Regions from separate parts of the Sus scrofa genome. Here region 1 is linked to region 2. Evidence: chromatin contacts called from public Hi-C data. All regions are on one chromosome and are shown on one strand. Each heading gives the region's core, a stretch centred on a gene start, on an enhancer-like site or on the middle of the called end of the contact. The rest is flanking DNA. Distances are from core to core; before and after follow the strand shown. Region 1 overlaps TEX2 (testis-expressed protein 2). Region 2 has its middle 16 kb from the start of TEX2.

Region 1 (7,599 bases), core at 3,158-5,657, 97 kb before region 2:
GACACGTGGCCAGGGCTTGGGTTCCACTCCACTGGAGGTTCCTTGACCCCTCTGCCTCCGCATGGGCCTCCCCATCTGCACAAGGGACCACGGGCCTAGACGGCCAGCCCACTTCCTTCCTCCCTCGACTGCTGCCCAGCCTGGCTTGCTGCTGTTGCCGTGGCCGATAGAAACCAGACCAGAGGAAGCCACAGGGCCTGAAGGAAGAGGCTGCCACAGGGCAGTCAGAGAGAGCCCGTCCAGGGTGGGGAGGGGGGGAGGCAGGGACAACGGACTGCACCTCCGCCTGGGGGATGGGGCCTGTTTTTAAATCATGCTATGTGTCCCCTGAGGCCCACCCAGGGGCCTTGCTCAGGTCCAGTTCTAAGTAAAGATATGAAGGAGTCAGAAAGGTGAGAACCTTTAAAAACAGATATAAACTGCAAACATTCAAACAAATTATCTTATTATGATGTGTTTGCATTTAGATGAGGGGAAGATGACTGTTTTAACATTAGACGCAAAGAAAAACTTGCTTCTGTGACAAAGATTCAGTGGCAAGAAGTGCCCTGAAAACCCTGAAGCACACACAATCAGAGTTGAGGCCAACCAGTGACATAAAGGCTGAGTCAGGAGCTCCCACCTTGAGTGACTGAGAGACGAAATCTACAGTTACTGGAAAGGCTGCCTTCTCACGGTGTGTGCAGCAGGGCCCTGGTGTGTCTGCGTGGCTCCGTAACCCTGCTGAGCTGAGTGCTCCTCACCTGGGTGAGGCGGGGACAGGGCTTTCTCTTCTGGGCTCTTGGCAAAGGTTAGGACATCCCTGTGAGGCATTTCATTTAAAATACTGCTTCCTACAACCGTCTGGTCTTGGGAGTGCTCAAGGATAGAAACCAGAAGCTGAGGAGCAGGACCATTTGGCAAGTCTTTACAGAGGAGTGAGGCAGCCAGTCCTGAGAGGTTCTCTGCAAAGGGCAGGAACACAAAGGGTCTCGTCTCGGTCTGCTCGAACTCCTGTAACAAAACACCACAAACTAGGGGGCCGAAACAGCAGGCGTTTATCTGGCACAGCTCTAGAGGGTGGACGTCCAAGATCAAGGTGCTGGCTGATTCCTTCCTGCGAAGGCTCGCTTCCTGGCCTGCAGGCGGCTGCCTTCTCCTGTGTCCTTACATGGCAGAGAGGGCACAGCTAGCTCTCTGGTCTCTTCTCCTGAGGGCACGAATCCCATCATGACCTCATCCAAACCTAATCACCATCTCTAAAACCATCACCTTGCAGGTTAGGCCCCAACATGCGAATTAGGGGGGGAAGGAGGGGGACGCAAACATTCAGTCCCTAGCAGTTCCCCACACGAGGGGTCTTCATGGTGTGAGGCTGTCCAATGGTGGAGGGTGGTGCCTGGTTACCGAGTCCCTACAAAACCAGCCCTTCACTGGCAACAGGGGAAACACAACTGACAAAGAACTTAACAAATTTCAGTCTTCATGCACACTTCAGTCTGTGACGAGCTCAGATAGCTGGGTTTTTTTTTTTAAGAATTGTGAGTTAGGGTTTCCCGTTGTGGCACAGTGGAAACGACTCCACCTAGGAACCATGAGGTTGCAGGTTTGTTCCCTGGCCTTGCTCAGCAGCTTAAGGATCTGCTGTTACCATGATCCGTGGTGTAGGTTGCAGATGCAGCTTGGAACCCGTGTTGCTGTGGCTGTGGCCTGTAGCTCTGATTTTTTTTTTTTTTTTTTTTTTTTTAGGGCCGCAGCCGCAGCATATGGAGGTTCCCCAGCTAGGGATCTAATCAGAGCTACAGCGGCCAGCCTACACCACAGCCACAGCAACTTGGGATCCGAGCCATGGCTGTGACCCACACCACAGCTCACGGCAATACCAGTTTCTTAACCCACTGAGCAAGGCCAGGGATCGAACCCACAACCTTATGGTTACTAGTTGGATTCTTTTCTGCTGCGCCACAACCAAACTCCTGTAGCTCCAATCTGACCCCTAGCCTGGGAACCTCTACATGCCGCCAGTGTGGCTCTAAAACGCAAAAAAAATATTAAAATTTAAAAAAAAAAAAAGTCATGAGATAAGTTTTATTTGGGCCAAACAAGGAGCACAGCCTGGGAAGCAGCCTGTCAGAGAGCTCTGAGAAACCGCTCCAAAGCGGGGGCAGGGGAGAGGCCTCTTGTGGTGCAGAGGGTTAAGGACCCTCACTGTCACTGCTGTGGGCATGGCCCCCCCAAAAAAACAAAAGAAAAGAAGTGGGGGAAGGTCAGTATATATGTGATTTTGGTGAAGGGTCAGACGGCTGTTTTTCTGTTTCTTTTCAGCTTCGCGAGGGAAGGCTCTGTTTCCACCACTGCTAGTCTGAGGGAGACTCACTCCACCTCAAATGTATATGAGTCTAAACACAAGGACTCAGAGCTGAAGATGCTGAGGTGAATACCTGTCCTCAGGAAGTTTATACCTGAAGAAGAATAGAGGCAGCCTGGGCCACCTTATGCAGAGCGACCATGATGCCACCCGAGGTAACACACGTGTGCCCTGGTGTGTGTCACCACAGAGGAGTAAAACGGAGGTCCCTCCGCCTTCTCCCTGGTAGGTTATTTAATAGATCCTCAGGCCTCAGGAGCAGTCCTGCCGTGCTCGTATAAATCCAGTAATTTCACGCAGCAGCTCACTGTCATATTACTATTAAACTAACCCAAAGGCCTCAGTCTCACTGGAACAGGTTGGATGGCACACGGGCTGCTCAGCAGGAGGGGAGAGGCCCTCAGGCCTTGCTGGCTGAGACTGGCTCAGGCCATCTGCTCCTCCCCTCCCCTACCTGTAACTGCTGGCTGATTTTCACTTTGAGAGTCAACATTTGGCATCTAGGAGTTCCCATTGTGGTGCAGCGGAAACGAATCCGACTAGGAACCGGGAGGTTGTGGGTTTGATCCTGGCCTCACTCAGTGGGTTAAGGGTCTGGTGTTGCCATGAGCTGTAGTGTAGGTCGCAGATGTGGCTCAGATCTGGCAGTGCTGTGGCTGTGGTGTAGGCTGGCAGCTGTAGCTCTGATTGGATCCCTGGCCCGGGAACCTCCATATGCCACAGGTGCGGCCCTAAAAAAGCCAAAAAAAAAAAAAAAAAAAGATAGTACCCAAAGAACAAAAGCTCTTACAAGTGGAAGATTTAATAGTACATCACCAACAACAGATGTTTGGGTTATCTGGCTCCTGGAAGGGCACATCGGTGATTGTCTTGTTCCGAGCAAACAGACCAGTGCCATGCTGCTCACTCAGATACAGCAGAAAACCAGTATTCCTCGCATTTGAAGGTGGCTTTTAGGATGTCACTTTTGGCTTTGTCTACCTGCAACTGTTCTCAGAACCAGCCCCACCTTTCAAGGTCTGCAGAGTCCCAAATCTGACTCTCCTCTCCCACCCCGCCCAAGTTCCAAAACGGGTGTTTTTTCCTCCGTTTCGTAAAGAGTATTTTCTCTTCCTGCAACATGATCTGGCCAGAGAGGACACGTGTCATTCTTGCCAGAGCTGAGCCCACAGTCTGGCCCCATTGCCGTGATCTGCCCCGGGCAGCTGCTCCCTTGGTGAGGATGCTGCAGCCGGGGACGCAGTGGGGAACGGGCAGGTTACAGACAGACTCTGGCTCCACTTTTCTGCAATATTCTGCTGGCAAAGCAACCTCATCCCAGCATTGAATGAAGGACGAGGCACTATTTTTTTTTTTTTTTTTTTTTTTTTTGGTCCTTGTGGGGCCACACCCATGGCATATGGAGGTTCCCGAGCTAACGGCTGAATCAGAGCTGCAGGTGCCGGCCTACACCACAGCCACTGCAATGCCAGATCTGAGCCGCATCTGTGACCTACACTGCAGCTCATGGCAATGCCAGATCCTTAACCCACTGAGTGAGGCCATGGATCCAACCCTTGTCCTCATGGATAATCGTCGGGTTTGTTAGCCACTGAGCCATGACGGGAACTCCAACTTTGTTCCTTTCAGTGGCAAGGCCACACAGTGAGAATGGCTTTCTTCTTTCCATTTGTTCTAGGAGGATCTGCTGGCCTTGGGCTGCAGGATGGGCCAGCTGAACATCACAGCCACGCACATTCTAAAGTCTCTAAGAGCAGCAGCATTGAGGGCAGCCACAACAATGGTAAAAATAAAAGTTAACACTTAAGAGCTTGCCTGGCACTAGAGGCTTTCCAAGTGTCTCATGTATTAACTCATTTAAGCCACCAAGTAGGTGCTATTGGCCTCCCCGCCTGAAAGAGGAGCATTAGTGAAGCGGCTAAGGTCTTGCCCAAGGCATGAAGCTGTGAACCGGCAGGGTGTTCCTAGAGCTAGGACTCAGAACCATGGCCCTGTGTGGCTTCAGGAAGAGCATCCTCGGGCTGGAGTGATCCAGCTGGCTCTGGCCCAAATACCCCTCCTGAGCCAAGTGCCGCAACAGATAAGCGCAAGTCAGGAACCTTTTTTTGGCCGCGCCCACGACATGCACAAGATCTGGAGCCAGGGAAAAAACTCATGCCACAGCTGTGACTGAGCCATGGCAGTGACAAGGCCGGATCCTTAACCCACTGCACCACCAAGGACCTCCTAGGAAACATTTTTTAATAAGAGGGTGTGGGGGGATCCCCGGGAGATCTCCTGAGAGCAGCTGAAGGCTTCTTCACCCAGGGGGCACTTCCCTGGGAGGGTGAGCTCTGCTTTTCAGATTTGGTTTTAACGAGTCACTCCTGATTTTAATTTCCCCAAAAGGAAAGGTTTCTCTTGGAGCAATGGAATCCAAGAAACATCTTTCCCCTTCATGTTCATTTCTGTTTTACCATCACATGTATCCTTTGTAGACTTGGAAAAACCTAATTTGATCAAACTTTTAATACCCACAGGCTTTCTGTCTTTATCATTCCTTTCTTTAGTAACATTTCCTCTCTTGTTACATAAGCAGGCAGATCTCTAAAACTTGCCCTGAATGGAGTTATGTGAGCCTCAAATGGATTAAAAACTGGCAAAGCTTTGATCCATATAATGAGATGTCTTGCTGCAGCTCTGGCTCAAGAGGAACAGGAAAGAGACTTGAGACTTAGGCATCTGGTGAATTTCATTCAAAGCCTTCCAAAGCTGCAGAGTTCACAGCCACAGGGACACTTCTTAGATGCTACAAAGCCCAGTGGTGGCCCTGATGCCCTCTTGTTGGAAATTTCTACCAATTCAACAAAGGACAATACTGAGATAAGAGACTGCTAATGCATTAGAAAATAGAGTATGCACACGTGGTATTTACTTTCTTTAAGCCCGACTCTTATGTGAGCTGATCATTTACCAGCGTGTTACAAGCCAATTCCCAAAGAGGCAAAGAGCAAAGAGCAACCCAGAGCCTCCTAGAGCCAGAGGAAGGCAGGCGGCCCCGGGATGCCAATGGGGTGAAGGTTGGGACCCCTGAGCTTAACACATAGGTAATGAATCTTTTGACATTTTACATGTGGTTGAAAGAACTCCAACTAGACCCTTTGCAAAGCATCTTTTCCAGTTTCACTCTTAGTGCACCAGAAATTAACCCACCCTAGGAGCACTCAGATTCATCAAAGCGTAGACATAATTAAGTGCTCACAGGTGACCTCGACATGCTAGTAGGAAGCTTCCTGGATTTGCGAATAATTCTCTGGTCTCTCTCTGAAATCGATGGGATGCTGAAGACCTAGAAATATGGGCTTCACTGTTGGCTGAAATATTGCTACAGAGATTTGTTACAGCTGCTAATTGTAGTGCTAAAAAAACTCTTTGTATTTACATCCAATGTATACAACACAGAACTTGATTTCACTAAATACGTTCAAGAGCCATCTGATCAAGCCATACAGAGACAAAGTAGATGCTGTAGTCTCTATATGTTACAAAACATTTACTTCAAAACAAGTATCACTCTCTTGAAAAGTGTTATTTTCTTCCCTACTTTGTTCCTGAAACTTTTGAGGAATAATGTAAATCCAGTTTAAGCTCATTTGGAGAGGGATATTTACAAAGAAGTAAATACTTCTGCGATGGGAAGGTTTTTCCTTTCTTGCTCGTGGATTATTCCTGCCTACCTAGTTCATTCTTCTTTTCACCAAACTCACAGACACTAAATTTTCTGCCAAGGTGCCATAAAATAGACACAAATCTTTATATCATAATTTTATTGACTCTCTCCACACTTCTAATCAACTTCTCTCTCACACACACACGTAAGCAGGCATAAATAATATGTTAGGTATCATGTCTTAAAAACCAAATCCGAGAATTTCCCTCCAGCAGAGAGCCTTACTCTCAAAATATTATCTGACAATGCAGGTCTTCATTTTTCAAATACTGAGTACCTACCAGGAGTGATAGAGAACAGAAAAATATAAAACATGAAGCTCAAAGAATTTGCAACCTGGAAGTCAGGGCAAGGTAAAAGATGGAATGCTTTTGAGGAGGGGCAGCTCCTGGCAAGAGGCCAGGGCTGGGGAGTTCCCTGGTGGCGCAGTGGGTTAAGGATCTAGCACAGTCACTGCTATGGCTTGGGTCACTGTTGTGGCGAGGGGTTTATCCCTGACCTGGGAACTTCCACATGCTGTGGGCATGGCCAAAAAAAGAGAAGAAAACAAGAGTCCAGGGCTGGGCAGGTGCACACGCAAGGGCTGTGGCCATCCAGGGCCAGGTCACACAAAAGCTCAGGCCCCGCTAGGTGCCATGTGGGCATCTTTGGGCTGAAGGAGGACCTGTGAGGAGCCAGAAACCTAGAAGGATGAGGAGGGGGAGTCCTGATCTACTCCCCATCAGTTCAAGGCTGAAGACAGGCAACAGGAAAGAGACTGTTAAAAAAGCCCCAACTCCCTCCATCACAAAGCCCTGATATCAGTCTGCATCGATGGAAACAATTTAACTCTTGTACAACTGCTCAATTCCTCTCTCGAGTCAACTAAGAGTTACCTTGGTGATCAACGTAAGGCTTGAAGGCCTGAAGGATTTTTGGCATAGCTACCCCCATGTCGAGTTCCGTCAGGGTCAGCTCATTCATAAAGTAGGGGAGCTGGAGGAGAGAAGTAAAGGACAATGAGAAGCGCTGGCGACCTGGCAAACAGAGGTCCGCGTACTCTCGGATGGTCAAGGTTTTGGGAAACCGTTACTTAACCAAAATGTATGGAGCGCATACCGCATACTAGGCATCGTCCTACAGGCAGAGCCATGGATGAGACAGGCAAGGTCCCTGCTCTCATGGGGTTTATATTGAAGGGGCAGAAACAGATAAATAAGTAGACAAATAATCTAATGTCATAGAGTGATCAGTGTCTCAGAGAAAATAGGTGGGTAATGGGACAGACGAGGCCGGGGCACTTTAGAGAAGGAGGACCATGAAGGCTCCTCCGAGAAGTGGTGCTGGGCCAGCTGGGCCAGAGAGCAGCCCACGGACTAGGCGTCAGCCAGGCTGGCCAGGTTAATGATGCCGGAGGTGCTGACGCTCTGGGGCAATGGCCCTCTCTTAGACTGCTAGCAAGGAGGTACGAAACCCCTACAACGTTTCTTGTATTAAAATCCTTGGGGGGGAAAAAAATCACACCCTTTGACCCCATGCTGGATATTTCCCTTTTCCCCCTGGC
Region 2 (7,000 bases), core at 3,001-5,500:
GTGGGGTGGCCAAAAAATAAAATAAATAAATAAATTTAAAAAAGGAGTATCTGACCCTCACCAGCAGGGACCTCGCCTGTGGGTGGTGTCCCGGGAGGTGCCATCAGCGGGCAGCCATCCGTGGAGGTGACCTGCTTGCTGTAGCTCTAAGGTCAGCGCTCAGGGCCCCCTGCAGCTAAGATGGTATCTCAGTGACTTTTCCAAGAGCTTGGCTGTAGCATTCCTGTGTCTGCTGTAATTCTGGTTAATGTTTACAGTGAAAGAGTGCTCAGGGAACAACCTGGAACCTTCTTGCCTTTTCTTCCTCTCTGGAGATCCATCCATGTCTAATCCCAACCTTTTTCATCAACATCCACCTCTTTCTTCTCAAACCCCTTCACTTTTACCAAACTCTTCCTTCTCTAAAGATGACATCGAGGAGTTCCCATCGTGGCTCTGTGGTTAACGAATTGACTAGGAACCATGAGGTTGCGGGTTTGATTCCTGGCCTTGCTTGGTGGGTTAAGGATCTGGCGTTGCTGTGAGCTGGGGTGTAGGTCGCAGATGTGGCTTGGACCCCGAGTTGCTGTGGCTGTGGCTGTGGCGTAGACCTGGCGGCTATAGCTCCAATTTGATCCCTAGCCTGGGAACCTCCATGTGCTGAGGGAACAGCCCTAGAAAAGGCAAAAAGACAAAAAAAAAAAAAAAAAAAAAGGATGATATTGAGCCCTGTCACCCTGGCAACCCATTTCCTTTGGCCTCGGTTTGTAAATCAGCGTGGTCCAGGGAGTTCCCTGGCGGCTCGGAGGGTTAAAGACCTGACATTGTCACTGCTGTGGCTTGGGTTACATCCCTGGCCCCAAAACTTCCCTGTGTGGTGGGCCATGGCCAAAAGAAACAAGCAAACAAACAAACAGAAAAACCAGGAGTTCTCCTGGGGTGCAGCAGTTTGGATCGCTGCTGTGTTGAGGGTTTGATCCCTGACAGAGGAATTTCCATATGCCACAGGCAAGGCCAAAAACAAAAACAAAACGAAACAAACAAAAGAGTGGCCTAGATCCCGCTAGTCCTGAGTATCTCTCATGTGACACTTACTCAGAGTGAATTCAGGTCGGAGCTCCTATTGTGGCTCAGCGGGGGTAAGAACCCGATTAGTATCCATAAGGATGCAGGTTCGATCCCTGGCCTTGCTCAGGGGGTTAAGGATCCTGTGCTGCTGTGAGCTGTGGTGTAGGTTGCTGATGCAGCTCGGATCTGATGTTGCTGTGGCTGTGGTACAGGCTGGCATCTGCAGCTCTGATTCGACCCCTAGCCTGGAAACTTCCATATGCCATGAGTGTGGCCCTTAAAAAAAAAAAGAGTGATTGAAGTCATTATTAGCATCTCTGCCCTGGACGTGAGCTCGAGGAGGGCCACATCTTGTGTCTCCCTCCTTCTGCAAGACCGGGCCCATCACAGGTCCTCAGGGAACACTGGTTGCTGAAGGAGCGCCGGCCAGGGAGGACCAGTGGAGGCTGGAGCAGGGAAGCACCTCTGGCTGCTCTCCTCACTCGGCTCTCACACACAGTGCTCCATGCAGCTGGGATTCAGAAAGGGCCTGCCTGCCTCCAGCCTTGCCTGCCAGAGGAGAGACAGAAGAAAGTTCCTGCCTGCTGAGGGGATATTTTTAGGCTAGAAGCCCAGGGAAGAGCTTGTCCCCTCCACAGCCGTGCGCCAGACAGTGTATCTTTCTCTGCCTCAGAAAACTGAAAATGCCATCCAGGGAGCAGAGCAGCGCCAGGGAAAAAAAAAGAGGCGCAAATCCTTTGGGGCTGGGGCTCAAACCTGCACCACAGCAGCGACCCGAGGACCTGAATCGCAGCAGTGGCAATGCCAGATCCTTAACCCACTGAGCCACCAGGGAACTCCAAACTGCATTATTTTAAAGTAAATGCGATACAATATTGTTTCATTTGTAAATACTATGTATTTCTAGGAAAGGCTCTTCATTTATTTATATACATTTTTTGTCTTTTCTAGGGCCGAACCCCGGGCATATGGAGGTTCCCAGGCTAGGGGTTGAATCGGAGCTGTAGCCACCGGCCTACGCCAGAGCCACAGCAACTCAAGATCCAAGCCGCATCTGCGACCTACACCACAGCTCATGGCAACGCCGGATCCTTAGCCCACTGAGTAAGGCCAGGGATCAAACCCGCAACCTCATAGTTCCTAGTCAGATTCGTTTAACCACTGAACCAGAAGAGAACTCCCGGAAAGGCTCTTTAAAAGTACACGCACACAAGACCATTAGCACACCTAGGAAAATCAACAATAATTCCTTAATATCGTAGACTATCCAGCCAGAGTTCAAGTTTTTCTGAAATTTAAAAAAGATTTGGGAGTTCCCGTCGTGGCGCAGTGGTTAACGAATCCGACTAGGAACCATGAGGTCGCGGGTTCGGTTCCTGCCCTTGCTCAGTGGGTTAACGATCCGGCGTTGCCGTGAGCTGTGGTGTAGGTTGCAGACGCGGCTCGGATCCCGCGTTGCTGTGGCTCTGGCGTAGGCTGGTGGCTACAGCTCCGATTCAACCCCTAGCCTGGGAACATCCATATGCCGTGGGAGCGGCCCAAGAAATAGCAACAACAACAACAACAAAAAGACAAAGATGAAAAAAAAAAAAAAAAAAAAAAAAAAAAAAAAAAAAAAAAAGATTTGGCGCAGTGTATTTATATCAAGAGCCTTAAAAATGTTTAGACTTGGAGTTCCCGTCGTGGCACAGTGGTTAACGAATCCGACTAGGAACCATGAGGTTGCAGGTTTGGTCCCTGCCCTTGCTCAGTGGGTTAACGATCTGGCGTTGCCGTGAGCTGAGGTGTAGGTTGCAGACGCGGCTCGAATCCCGTGTTGCTGTGGCTCTGGCGTAGGCTGGTGGCTACAGCTCCGATTCAACCCCTAGCCTGGGAACCTCCATATGCCGAGGGAGCGGCCCAAGAAATAGCAAAAAGACAAAAAAAAAAAAAAAAAAAAAAAGTTTAGACTTGATAAGTTCACTTCTAGAAATATTTCCTGAATCCAGAAAAAGATTTATACCTAAAGATATTTTCTGCATCTTAAATTTTTTTTTTCTTTTTGGCCACACCCACGGCATGTGGAAGTTCCTGGGCCAAGGAATGAACCTGCATCACACAGCAACTTGAGCTGCTGCAGTGATGAGGCCGGATCCTTAACTCACTGTGCCACAAGGGAACTCCTGCAGCTTTATTTATAATAATAAAATTTGGAATAAATTAAACAGACACCCTAGGTGAACAAATTAATACCCAATGAACCAGCATTGTGATTAGAGACAGGAAGTGATGTTAGACATAAAACATTTCCTCCACCATTTACTACCAAGTCTTCTCAAGCATCATTTTACTCACAGATAAAATATGGGTAATAGGAGTTCCCGTCGTGGCTCAGTGGTTAATCAATCCAACTAGGAACCATGAGGTTGTGGGTTGGATCCCTGGCCTTGCTCAGTGGATTAAGGATCTGGCTTTGCCGTGAGACGTGGTATAGATTGCAGAGGTGGCTCGGATTCTGTGTTGCTGTGGCTCTGGCTGTGGTGTAGGCCCGCGGCTACGGTTCCGATGAGACCCCCAGCCTGGGAACCTCCATATGCCACGGGTGCAGCCCTAAAAAGACAAAAGACAAAAAAAAAAAAATAATAATAATAAATTAATTAATTTAAAAAATAAATAAAATATGGGTAATAATACTATCATAATAATAATAATAAATTAATTAATTTAAAAAATAAATAAAATATGGGTAATAATACTATCTACCTCATGGAATGAGGACTAGGTAGAAATACATATTAAACCCCCCAGCAAAGTGCTTTCCTGGTTCCAAGTGAGCACTCAACATATGATCACTACATAATGTGCAGCAACAAATGTGTTTATGAATAACTTCTGGTAACAGAAAATTATTACATCGTTTATAAAACAAACGATTTTGCTGCCATATAACCACAACCATGTAAAAGTGTCCAAAATTAATATACCAAAATAAATTTATCACAATGATGACTCCTATCCCCCCACCCCTTCCCCTATTCTGCTTTTGTCAAAGAAAAGCAAGTTCATTGCAGAAAATTTGTAAAGTGTATGATGAGAAAAAAATTAAGTGTTGATCGATTAAGAAGGGGGAAAATCTTGAGATTTTCTCTTTAGTCCTCAAGTCTACCACGCCCCGGCCAGTGGCCGCCAAGTCCGTTACCGCCACCTTGTGGTCAAACTAAGCAACTACAAAAATCCGGGGAAGAATTAAACCGACCTTGGTAAAGCTTCATACCATGGTACCGTATATGTCACACTAGGTCTGTGCCATGGAACTTCCAACCCAAGCTCCATCTCAGGTATTGGACCTGAGACGTCGTGTAATTGTCCTCAGATGAGAAACATGGCTCAAGGATTTCATGTGACTAACGAGCCCATTATATTTTCTCCATGAATCTAGCTTGCTCATTTCAGACCTATTCCATATTCTGTCTGAGCATTTTAAATTTGTTTCCACTGTGTCCAGCTTTCATAGAGGAGCCCACCTGATCCAGAGTTTATCGCCAAGACAGAAAATCACCCTAAGACAGGAAGGAGTCCAAAAGGCACTATCACCTGGGTTTGCCGTGCTCCACCCATATCTTATCCTCCCCAGGTCAGTTCTGTTTTGTAAAGAGCTGAACCAGCTGTGGGACCTTGTTAAGGTCATTCAGCTCTACTCAACTTCAGCTTTCTCTCCTGCAAGGTGCAGGGAGCACATCTGAGGCTCCTAAATGCTGGTGCTTGGATCAGCAGCATCAGAACAATTTGGGGGAACTTTGACATAACGAGTTTTGTTGCTTCCACCCAGAATTTTTTTTTTTTTTCTTTTTAGGGCCGCACTTGTGGCATATGGAAGTTCCCAGGCTAGGGGTCAAATCAGAGCTGCAGCTGCTGGCCTATATCACAAGCCATGCAGGATCCAAGCCGAGTCTGCGACCTACACCACAGCTCGCTACAATGCCTGAAGCCCCAGCCACTGAGCGAAGCCAGGTCGAACCTGCATCCTAATGGATACTGGTTGGATGCGTTGCCGCTGAGCCACGACGGGAACTCCCACCCAGAAATTCTGATGCAGGCGGGCTGTGGGGGCTGGGGGACTGGGAATCTGTAATTGACAAAAGCTGAGCGGGTTTGGGGACCTGGGAATCTCTAGATGATGTCCCTTCCGGAATTGCCCGTCTCTCTCTTCTTCCTGCAGTGTCTGGAAAGCTTCCTCCTGAGTGTGGCATCGTTTCAAGTGCATCCAAAAGGGACATATGTGTCATGCTGGTCAGGACCAGGGCTCTGGAGGTGGATTTCCTCCTGGGTCTGCCCTGTAACCTAGCTCAGGCTTTAGTTTCTTCATCTGTGCGATGAAGATGATAATGTCACTACCTATCTCGAGGGGCGGTTGTGCGAGGAAGATGAAATGCTTTGTTATAATGACTTAATTATACTTATATATTTACATTTAATTATTTTACATATTTGAAGACTCAAACTCTAAAAATAGTGTCTAACACATAATAACATCAATAACAATTATTTTAACTCTTACTGTTACATAAAGAGGGATATCTATTTTTTTACACAATTGTTTTCCTTTTTAGGGCCACACCTGCGGCATTTGGAGGTTCCCAGGCTAGGGGTCGAATTGGAGCTGCAGCTGCCAGCCTATACCACAGCCGCAGCAAAGCTAGATCTGAGCCACATCTGTGACCTACACCACAGCTCACAGCAACACTGGATCCTTAATCCATTGAACGAGGCCAGGGATCAAACCTGCATCCTTGTGGATACTAGATGGGTTCTTAACCCATTCAGCCAAAGGGGAACTCCAGTATCCTCATTTTTTAAATGTGCACTGAAATATGTAGAGGTGAACTGCTACAGTGTCTGAAATTTATTTTATTATTTTATTTTTTTGCTTTTTAGGGCTGCACCCTTGGCGCACGGAAGTTCCCAGGCTGGGGGTCCAATCGGAGTTACAGCTGCTCACTGACACCACAGCCACAGCAACGTGGGATCCAAGCTGCCTCTGAGACCTACACCACAGCTCATGGCAATGCTGGATCCTTGAAATTTATTTTAAAATCAGTCAGGAAAAAATTAGAAAGACCTTGGCAAGACGCTAACAGTCATTAAGCCCAGGCGAAGAGCTTACGGCTTTCTGTGTGTTTAGAAATGTAAATAGGGTAACGTGGGAAGAACAAAGGGCACCCCCTCCGAGCAGCTCTCCCTGATTTCCCAGAAGTGGGTTGGGTGCCTGTCTCCTGGGCTACAGTTGTACCCAGAACAGGAACCACTAGTCCCAGGAACTACTACTGTCCTGAATTCAAGCTCTGCTTCTCCAACGAGGCTAAGACCCTGAGGGTACCTTGCACTCTGGCAGGAGGCTCCAACCCCAGCACCATCTCAGTGCCTGGTGCAAAGTCCTCAGTTCTCCTTTATTAGGCTGAATTTCCTCAGAAGCAGCCAGGCCTTCTGCCTTCCTTCTCCTTGAAGGATCCACCAGTGTGACATCAGAACATGGACTGGCTTTTGCGGTTGGTGGTCGTCACTGACTTTCTCTCAAGTAAACCCTCAACCGAAATGCTGGGAGAAACTGACAATAAATATTTATGTCCACTATCCAAAAACATGCATGGGGGAGTTTCTGTTGTGGCTCAGTGGGTTAAGAAACCTGACATAGAGTCCATGAGGATGTGGGTTTGAGCAATCCCTGGCCTCCCTTAACCTCGTAGATTAAGGGTCCGGTGTTGCCACAAGGTATGGCGTAGGTTACAGATGTGGCTCGGTTTCAGGTTGATGTGGCTGTGGCTGTGGCTGGCAGGTGCAGCTCTGATTTTTTTAACTTGGAAATTCTTTTTTCTTATTTTTTAAAATGATTTTTATCTTTTCCGTTATAGCTGGTTTACAGTGTTCTGTCAATTTTCTACTGTACAGCAAAGTGACCCAGTTACACATACACATA

The links. A called contact is a pair of places that touch in the nucleus more often than the background predicts.
Region 1: a Hi-C map of fetal liver shows a contact between it and region 2, with 2.2 times the contacts expected there. The contact joins two enhancer-like sites. A contact is called at or near these places in 1 of 5 promoter capture datasets (liver), 33 of 47 Hi-C or Micro-C datasets (adipocytes, adipose tissue, alveolar macrophages and 18 more) and 2 of 2 datasets of contacts at active chromatin or transcription factors (alveolar macrophages and skeletal muscle).

What each region holds. Positions count from the first base shown.
Region 1 is chr12:14,841,974-14,849,572 of Sscrofa11.1, reverse strand. It overlaps TEX2 (testis-expressed protein 2), which reads right to left. Exons shown (of 15, transcript XM_021066767.1): 9 at 6,932-7,031. Among named protein-coding and RNA genes, the nearest start is that of ERN1, 36 kb to the left of the region's middle. Within about 2 kb of position 4,407, at least 3 of the 83 cell types and tissues checked have an H3K27ac peak or open chromatin away from gene starts, as enhancers often do. A contact at or near this core is called in fetal liver, where this site is marked.
Region 2 is chr12:14,745,176-14,752,175 of Sscrofa11.1, reverse strand. No RefSeq gene overlaps it. Among named protein-coding and RNA genes, the nearest start is that of TEX2, 16 kb to the left of the region's middle. Within about 2 kb of position 4,250, at least 4 of the 83 cell types and tissues checked have an H3K27ac peak or open chromatin away from gene starts, as enhancers often do. A contact at or near this core is called in fetal liver, where this site is marked.